Linked DNA regions of Drosophila melanogaster: region 2 is linked to region 1. Evidence: chromatin contacts called from public HiChIP or PLAC-seq data. All regions are on one chromosome and are shown on one strand. Each heading gives the region's core, a stretch centred on a gene start, on an enhancer-like site or on the middle of the called end of the contact. The rest is flanking DNA. Distances are from core to core; before and after follow the strand shown. Region 1 holds the start of CG9577. Region 2 holds the start of Rab10.

Region 1 (4,820 bases), core at 1,176-3,675:
TAGGGTCGGAGACGATTCTGTTTCTATAAATTCCCAACGATTGATTTTTTTTTAACTCTTAATGGGCTTCTAAAAGTCTAATCTGAACACAATTTGCCAGTTAGCTTCTGTTGACAAGTGAAGCACATGTCCCTTAATACCAAGAAGTTGAGCATTTTGGCGGCAACAGTTTGAGATTCACACAAACAAATCGGGAATTTTATTTAGCCAATGATGAAGAATATACAAATATGCACATATAGTCTGTAGGGTTTATAGGGTCGGAGACGATTCTGTTTCTATAAATTCCCAACGATTGATTTTTTTTTAACTCTTAATGGGCTTCTAAAAGTCTAATCTGAACACAATTTGCCAGTTAGCTTCTGTTGACAAGTGAAGCACATGTCCCTTAATACCAAGAAGTTGAGCATTTTGGCGGCAACAGTTTGAGATTCACACAAACAAATCGGGAATTTTATTTAGCCAATGATGAAGAATATACAAATATGCACATATAGTCTGTAGGGTTTATAGGGTCGGAGACGATTCTGTTTCTATAAATTCCCAACGATTGATTTATTTTAACTCTTAATGGGCTTCTAAAAGTCTAATCTGAACACAATTTGCCAGTTAGTTTCTGTTGACAAGTGAAGCACATGTCCCTTAATACCAAGAAGTTGAGCATTTTGGCGGCAACAGTTTGAGATTCACACAAACAAATCGGGAATTTTATTTAGCCAATGATGAAGAATATACAAATATGCACATATAGTCTGTAGGGTTTATAGGGTCGGAGACGATTCTGTTTCTATAAATTCCCATCGATTGATTTTTTTTAACTCTTAATGGGTTTCTAAGAGTCTAATCTGAACACAATTTGCCAGTTAGCTTCTGTTGACAAGTGAAGCACGTGTCCCTTAATACCAAGAAGTTGGCGGCAACAGTTTGAGATTCACACAAGCAAATCGGGAATATTATTAAGCAAATGATCAAGAATATATGTATAACATATATATATATATAGTTTGTAAGGTTTATGGGGTCGGAAACGCTTCTTTGATTTATATACATTCGGCTAGCATAACAAAAACATGGCGGGTTTCAGTTGAAGATTTTGTTTTGTGGCTGTCTCAAAAAACACGTGTGCCAATTCAATGTAAAGTCCTGCACAAATAATTAAACAGTTGGAAAAACGCTTAGGGGCAACCCTACTGCCAGAGTTGGCAAGCGTCAAACTCTCGGTTTTATTTCTGTTTCTACGAATTTCCTCGAAAATTGCCGTAACCTGGGGCAAATGCGAATTGAATGAAAGTTGCAGTCCTTTATTTTCAAAGTATGTGTATAGGGGTTCTAATTAATGCCTTTTCAAGTAGATATATGTATTTGTGTTACAATTCATTGCACAATGCTATTTCATTATGAAAACTTACCAAAAAGCGTTGAATTCCCGAACTTTTTATTTGTGCTAAATTTTTAAAAATAACACTATTCACTGCTTTAAGCTTTTGATTTGGTTAAATGGGTTTGGTGCGGAGTTATTTTTGAAAACTTGTTATATTTATTTTTTTATTCCGAAAATTTCTTCTCTGACCTGTGAGCTTCTGCTTCGAGACTATGCACCTTTATGATTTTCTGATTTTTAGATTGTGGCAAGCAGAACTCAAATTTTCGATAACTTTGAGAAGTGATGGAAGCTGGGACGATACATCGATAGATTCGAGAATAATATCTGTTCATGGCAATTTTATGTGCGTCTTGTTATGTGCGTCAAGTTAGCGTCGATGAGTTAGCGGCTATGTCGGAACGGAAGAAAATGGAACATGGCATCGTTTTTTATGTACTTATTAATTTTTTTTCGTATTTTGAGGTGAATTCCAGGCGGCATTTTTAAATGCTTTAAGCTCCTCCCACTGCATTTTTCCAGGATCATTACCTAATTCGGTTTAGGTAAGCAAGGCACAAGAAATGTCCCTTAAGATGGGCTAGCGTGCAATTAGGAACAGGCTCTGCGAGTGGAAATATTCTCCAAAGAATGGTGAACCTGATTTTTCGATTGCGCATTTTATATACTTTCTTGAGTCCTATAAACTTAAGTCGTACATATATAGTTGGATAATTCTTATCTGAACATTCTAGCATTTTTATTTTTTGGAATACTCCTCTAAACAACGAAAAAATAAATAATAATACACATTCGCATTGACGCGAATTTGATGCAAAACTTTTTAAGTTAGAATCCTCCAGCCGGGTGGCAGCAAAACACCGTATTGATATAGTAGCCGAACAAATTTCTGCCGCAACGACTTGATTTTACCTACAACCCATTTATTGCAACAACTGTGTCCTTATGCAGCCAGAAAAATCCATTGAAAATCTGCTAGTGAAATATATCCAGTAGCTTTGATAAGCCGAGAGCCCGCCTTATTTTGAATATTTCTGCCGGGTGGCAGCACTGCTACGTATCGTTAAGCAAACAAAACAAATTTAGCTGCCGCAACAAGTAGATTTGATTTGAAACCAGTGAAAAGAAGGTTTATTATGTCGCTCTCCCGCCTGAACACTCTGATGAAACTAACGCCCAAGCCCACGGGTAAGTATCGGGGACTTCGATAATCCGACATCCAGCCTTCTGCGTTCGAAATTTGGGTTCGGTTCAAAGTCCGAACACCGGTGATTGAACCTTTGTCTCTTCATCGTTTTAAAAGTCCAATCAATTGCACTTCCCGTCAGCCATCGGATCCCTTAAGATGCAGAGAAACCTTTCCGCCCTCCCGGAATCCGGACCCACCGGCTCTTTCAAGACGCTGGCCGTCAGTTCGCCCAAGCCGTTCGTCTTTCATGTGGAGCTCCATCGGCCCAGCAAGTTCAACGCCATAAGCAAGCAGATGTGGCTGTGGGTTATCCAATAGCTTCCCGTTTCCTGTTCCGCAGACTGCTAACCCAAACTGCGTTACCCATTTCCAGGGAGATCAAGGAGTGCTTCGACGGACTGGCCACTAATCCCGACTGCCGGGCTATCGTTTTGTCCGCCTCCGGAAAGCACTTCACCGCCGGCATCGACCTCAACGACATGATAAACGTGGGCCAAACGCTGGCCGAGACCGATGACTACGCCCGCAAGGGCGTCTCCATGGAGCGAATGATCAAGGTGTACCAGGACTCAATCAGCAGCCTGGAGCACTGCCCCAAGCCGGTCATCACGGCGGTGCACAAGGCGTGCATCGGCGCCGGCGTGGACCTGATTACCGCCGCCGACATTCGCTACTGCACCGAGGACGCCTTTTTCCAGGTCAAGGAGGTGGACATCGGCATGGCCGCCGACGTGGGCACCCTGCAGCGTCTGCCCAAGGCAGTGGGCAGTCAGTCCCTCGCCCGCGAGCTGTGCTTCACTGGGCGCAAATTCGAGGCCGCCGAGGCCCACTCCTCGGGCCTGGTGAGTCGCCTCTTCCCAGACAAGGATTCCCTGCTGACCGGAGCCCTGGCCGTGGCCGAGCTCATCGCTAGCAAGAGTCCCGTCGCCGTAAAGACAACCAAGGAGAGCCTCGTGTACTCCCTGGAGCACACCAATCAAGAGGGCTTGGATCACATTGTGGGTATCCTAATATCTCAACGAATTTGCACGAGCTAACCACGCCTCACGCCTCACACCTTGCAGCTCCTGCTGAACAAGCTCAACCTGCTGTCGGAGGACTTCGCCCAGGCTGTGGCCGCCCAGTTGACGAAGGACGATAAGCCAGTGTTCGCCAAGCTGTGATCGGTAACCTGTAATATGTAATCTGCAATCTGACAGAATTTAAAATGTATTTGCCATGTGTGCATTTATAAATACAGCATCTGCCTTTACTTTAGGACCCAAATCAGCTCATAAGGTTGTCGGGAGAATGAAAGGCTTATGACTAGGAATTTGGTTTTCGTTGTGAGCTCTTAAAACGCCTCCGCGGATGAGGCACCGGGGTTCTTCTGTTGCTGTTTGCAAAGCTCCTGCAGGGCGCGTGGATCCTTGACGCACGCCTCAGTTAGAACTTCCACGTGGCCGTTCTCGTTGATGAGCAGATCGTCTTCGATGCGGATGCCGATGCCCCGGAACTCGGGCGGCACGTCGCCGCAATCCTGGCCAATGTAGATGCCCGGCTCAACGGTGAAGACCATGCCGGGCACGATGCGTGTGTTGCGTGGCACGTGCGGTGTGTCGTGCACGTCCATCCCAAGGTAGTGGGAGACGTGGTGCGGACAGAAGCGGTAGCCCTGGCTGACCAGTTCCTTGTACTCGCTGAACGACTTGCCCACCAGCCCGATCTCCTGCAAGTACTTGCCCAGCTTGTAGCAGGTGGTCTCGAACAGCTGGTCGAGCGTCTCGCCGCCCGGCTTCATCACGTTGCCAATAATCTCCTCCTGCAGCTGGTGCAGCATGTCGTACAGTGTGCGCTGCGGCTCCGTGAAAACCCCACTCGCCGGCCAGGTGCGTGTGATGTCGCTGGTGTAGCCGCCATACTCGCAGCCGGCGTCCATCAGCACGAGATCCTGCTGACCCAACAACTGGCTGTTGGCCACGTAGTGGATCACCGTGGCGTTTTTACCGGCAGCCACCACCGGCGGGTAGGCCAGGTAGCTGGCGTTGCGCATGCGGCACTTGTAGTCAATCGCGGCGAACAGATGGTGCTCCGACTGACCTGGCCGGGTCTCGGCCATCACTTCGTTGAACGAGCGTGAGGCTATGTCGCAGGTGCGCCGCATTAACTGCATCTCGTCGCGGGACTTAAGCAGGCGCATGGCTTCTAGGAAAGTGTAGGCCGGCAGCAGCGGACGCTGCTGATTGCCGCTCAATCGCAGCATGTTCTCCG
Region 2 (4,632 bases), core at 240-2,739, 85 kb after region 1:
TGGAGATCTTAATCAGGATGGAGAGGGCCTCGTGCTGCTGCAGCAGCTTGGAACGGGCCGGTCCCTCCGCGAACTGCTGCGGCGTCATGGTGAGAAAGCGAATCTTTTTGACCGCCTGCCTGAGCATGGCGCCATCGAGAATGGTGCGCTGGGCGTCCATGATGTTAATCATGTTGGCGGCGGCATCGGCCGAAGCGTCGCTATCGATGATTACCAGGTCGTCGGAGCCGGAAGCCACGTCCAGCGGCGGGGAGGCAGCCGTGGGCGCAGCTGCAGCCGCGGCAGCCGCAGAGGAAGTGGAAGCCATCCCAGCGTCCGTTTCGAAGCTGTCAGCCTCGTCGTCCTGGTGCATGTGCTGCACCATGGCCGCCACATCGGGCTCCATCTTGATCTCTTCGACCAGCACATGGCCGGCAGCATTGTCGGGCGATTCCTTGGTCAGCACCTGACCTCCGCTAGCAGTCTCTTCCTGGCCGGACTCGTTCAGGATGCCCCGCTCACTGGCAAACTTCAGCAGGCAGTTGAACAAATCCAGCTCGGAGTCGATGTTCAGGCGATTCTGGTCAAGAATGGCCATCAGGGTGGAGACCTCGATGTCCAGGAAGCTGGGATCGGACAGAACCTCGCGCGTGTTGGCCGCGATCAGATCCATGCTGCTTTGCATGAGGCGCGGCTCATCGAACAGCTTGGCAAACTCGTACGCCCGGCACGCGTTTTTCGGACTAAGATCAGCCCAAAGGAAATGGGTGCAGCGCGTGACCACGTGGGGCAGCATGTACTTCTTGGCCACGTAGCACAGCTCGCAGGCCTTGTCGAAGGACCCAATGGTGATGCGGTCCGTGTAGATGTACTCCAGCATCGCCTCGAACGCCTCCGGCTGCACGTCCGGAATGACGATGGGGTCCGTCTTATCGGGCAGGTTGCCATAGAACATTCGCTCGAACACCGGCGAAGCCATGGCCAGTAGCAGCTTGTGGCCGGCAATGAGCCGCTGGGTGGGCGAAGAACCCACCAGAAAGCGGCAGTCGGCCCACTTCTCCGAGTGGAGCAGGTACTGGCCCCGATCCTTCAGCTCGGTGAGGCCGTTTTGCCAGTCGATGTCCATTGCCTGCGGTGGATTGGCTGGGATTGGGATCACTGTAATCCAAACGTTGTTCGCTCTGATTTGTGTGAATAATCCACCTTTTTGCGAATCGGTTTGGGATTTTGCGAAATTGTTATTATTTTACGATACCGATAATTGAATGCGTGCTTACCTATCGATTGGCTGTCGTACCGATAGCAGAGGTCTGCCAAATGGCGTAATAATTAAAAGTCATGTTATGAGCTTTCTAGCAAAAATACTTAAGCATTTAAGGTATTATCAAGAGTAAACTCAAATCTTTCTTTAGATTTTAAGCTGTGATTTCAAAACTGTGACTCCATAGCAGTCGATAGTTGTATTAAACCATCGAAGTTGCCACACTGGTGAGAGCATGGATGGTATCGAACAGATATCGATTCATGTTCCAGCTCTAGTTCTAATAGCAACAATTTCAAGCGAAAATATTAATTAATTCGGCGCATTTAAGACACGCGGAGAAAAAAGAGCTAGCTCGAGATACAGGATCATTGCTTAGGCGGCCATAACCGAGAGAAAGAGCGAAAAAGGGCAGGCGCTTCAATAATAATAATATCTCTTGTCACCTGCGCCCGTGCGTTTGTGTGTGTGTGTGTTTGCGTGCGTGTGAGTGTCGCGTGTGTTTGTGCTTTGTTCTGCGAGCGTTCCGTTGCGTTTTGGAAATGGCAAAGAAAACCTACGATTTGCTCTTTAAACTGTTGCTGATCGGTGATTCAGGAGTGGGCAAGACGTGCATATTGTTCCGGTTCTCGGATGATGCATTCACGTCCACGTTCATATCGACCATAGGTGAGTAACGGGACCGTACGCACATACTTGCATCTGTCCACCCGCACCGCACACACACACACACGCGCACATGTCAGCTGCACAGCCAGGATATATATACGTGTGTGTGGGTGTGTGACTGGGCGTGGCACTGCCTTATCGACTGGCCTATGCACTGCTTGTTTCGATCGCCTGCGGAGTGGAAAGCGGAGGAGAAGTGAGCAAAATATGCCATCTATGTGGCTATGTAACTCCCTGAACTTGAACTTTTCGTACTAAACTACTGCATGTTCGCAACACGTAACACAGACGTGTGATCATTTGGTTGGAATGAATGCTTCATATACGTCTAATGTAATGAATCATCGTGATATCAATGTCGAACTGCTTTATTTTATTCAATTCCAATGTAATCGATAACACCGCCGTGACGTCATTCGGCTCAAATTGCGTTGGTTTTTCCGCACTACATTTGCTTTCTCGTTCAACCGTTTTTCTCAGGCATCGATTTCAAAATCAAAACAGTCGAGCTGCGCGGCAAGAAGATCAAGCTGCAAATATGGGACACCGCCGGCCAGGAGCGGTTCCACACGATAACCACCTCGTACTATCGAGGCGCCATGGGCATAATGCTGGTCTATGACATAACGAACGAGAAGAGTTTCGAGAACATAGTCAAATGGTTACGGAATATAGACGAGGTAGGTGTTTCCCCTGCGAGTAATGGCCTTTTCTAAAGTCTGAAATCTTCTTCTTTTTTTTTTGTTTTAGCACGCCAACGAGGATGTGGAGAAGATGATCCTCGGCAACAAGTGCGATATGACGGACAAGAGGGTGGTCAACAAGGAGCGCGGCGAAGCGGTGAGCATCCCTCATCCACAGAGTGCCCCCACAACAGCAATCACTGTCAGAGATTAGGAAATATAGTCGTAGTTAGATCGTTAAGCTCTTCTGCCATAGGAGTTGAGTTCGGAAATCGATCATATATTAGTGTGTTTAGCTTTCAAAGCCAACTGTTTTTTACAAGCGAATTCCATGCCCCTTAATAGTTTCCTATTGTTTTGATTTTTTAAGATAAGTTTGCAAATTGAACACAGCGAATATATTCGTTCTCTGACAATCAAGACGAAACTATTTAGGTGCTATAGTATGTCCGTGGTAATGAATGCAAGGGAAAATTTCCGGAGGCATACAATTTATGTTAGAACTATTCTGGTTATTTATTATGATTGTTACTCAATGATCGCACACGCCCCACGTCTGTTTGATCAATTTGTTTACAAAGCCAATAACTTGCTCCCCTTCCCCATCTCTGCCCACGTTTTTTAGATTGCCCGTGAACATGGCATTCGGTTTATGGAAACATCCGCCAAGTCGAACATAAACATCGAGCGGGCCTTCTGCGAGCTGGCCGAGGCCATTCTGGACAAGACATCAGGACGCGAGTCGGCGGAGAATCAGGAGCGCGTGATTATCGATCGCCGGAACCAGGAGAAGGCGCCGGGCTACAGCAAGTGCTGCGCGTAAAAAGCGGCGTTCTAGGCGAACGGGGCGTGGTTTGGCCCGGTTTGTGCTCAGCTGTGCGTGGGGAAGGCGGCGAAGTACGGATTGGATTGGATTAAACTGGACTAGATTGAATTGGAATGGAACGAAACGAATCGAATCGAACCGAAAGCAGTGGGGACCGGTTTCTGAAACCGCTCCGCACGGACGAAGCAAAAAACAAAGCAATAGAGCCGGGGTCATTCGCACGTAGGAAACTTACTTATTACGAGGATACGCAAAATGGAACAAGCAACAGAAACAACCTACCTAAAGTTTAACAACAAGCAACAGATATTGTAATACGAACATTTGGAAGCAACTTTACAAAACTCCGAACGATGGATGGTGGTCGGGCATGGGCCACGTTAGTTAACGCCCACACAACGTGGACGCAAGGATCTGCATATCCATGCCGCACTCGATCGGTTGACTAACGTGGATCGGATAACGAGGATCAGCTCCAGCCACTGTCCAGCCACAAGAAACGATAATGATAGCGCTGATGTCGCTGACGCAGACATAAGCAACTTTTGTAACGTACTTTTGATACACATATAGTCTTACGATTCCTGTACTCAGTCATTCGATCGCTCGCTCGCTCGCTCGTTCGCCACCACTCGCACTCCCCAGCCGCCCCACTTAGTGTTTCGTTTTTGTTTTGCGTTTCAGCCTAGATATAAATAACACCTATACATATTATACATCGGATAGTAGTATATAGCCTATACCTACTTAGCTTGCTTTCGCTTTCTATGTCGACGCCAAGCCAAGCCAGCGAGGAGTTCGATGGGGCGGGTGGTGATGTACGCCCTGCTCTGCGTCCTGGCCACTCAAGCTTTCAAGCCAGATCCTCGGCCAGAGTTGCAGTTCCATAGGGAGTTTCGAGATCGAGGTGTTCCGAAATCGTTTTTGATTATTGCCTGTGCATATATATATATATATATATATATATATATATATATATATATATATATATATATATATAGATATTTAGATATAAATATATATTTATATATATATATACATATATGAAATTACACACCGTATATCGCATCGTTTTTATGTGCATTCGCGCCCGCACACCCAATTTATATATAATATATATGTATGTATCTGTGTACACTTAAGGGGGCTTGGGTGTGCGCGCGTATATATCTCCATGCTTGTATGTAAGGACGGTGCACGCCATCAATGTAGCA

Evidence for each region. HiChIP or PLAC-seq counts read pairs in DNA pulled down with a chosen protein or histone mark.
Region 2: a contact with region 1 is called in an H3K27ac HiChIP or PLAC-seq map of the Kc167 cell line, with 5 times the contacts expected there. The contact joins the promoter of Rab10 here to the promoter of CG9577 in region 1. A contact is called at or near these places in 9 of 107 Hi-C or Micro-C datasets (the D17-c3 cell line, the Kc167 cell line, the OSC cell line and 3 more) and 5 of 6 datasets of contacts at active chromatin or transcription factors (the Kc167 cell line and the S2 cell line).

The regions. Positions count from the first base shown.
Region 1 is chrX:20,164,248-20,169,067 of dm6, forward strand. It overlaps CG9577, which reads left to right and starts at 2,426. Exons shown (of 4, transcript NM_134531.4): 1 at 2,426-2,569; 2 at 2,710-2,872; 3 at 2,944-3,568; 4 at 3,635-3,833. The coding sequence starts at 2,518. The coding sequence ends at 3,733. Phf7 (PHD finger protein 7) reads right to left here and starts at 1,583. Exons shown (of 4, transcript NM_001272812.1): 1 at 1,410-1,583. It overlaps CG9581, which reads right to left. Exons shown (of 2, transcript NM_134532.4): 2 at 3,795-4,820. The coding sequence ends at 3,904.
Region 2 is chrX:20,249,849-20,254,480 of dm6, forward strand. It overlaps Rab10, which reads left to right and starts at 1,490. Exons shown (of 4, transcript NM_078695.4): 1 at 1,490-1,909; 2 at 2,390-2,589; 3 at 2,660-2,749; 4 at 3,218-4,632. The coding sequence starts at 1,783. The coding sequence ends at 3,415. It overlaps CG17068, which reads right to left and starts at 1,245. Exons shown (of 1, transcript NM_134535.3): 1 at 1-1,245. The coding sequence starts at 1,105.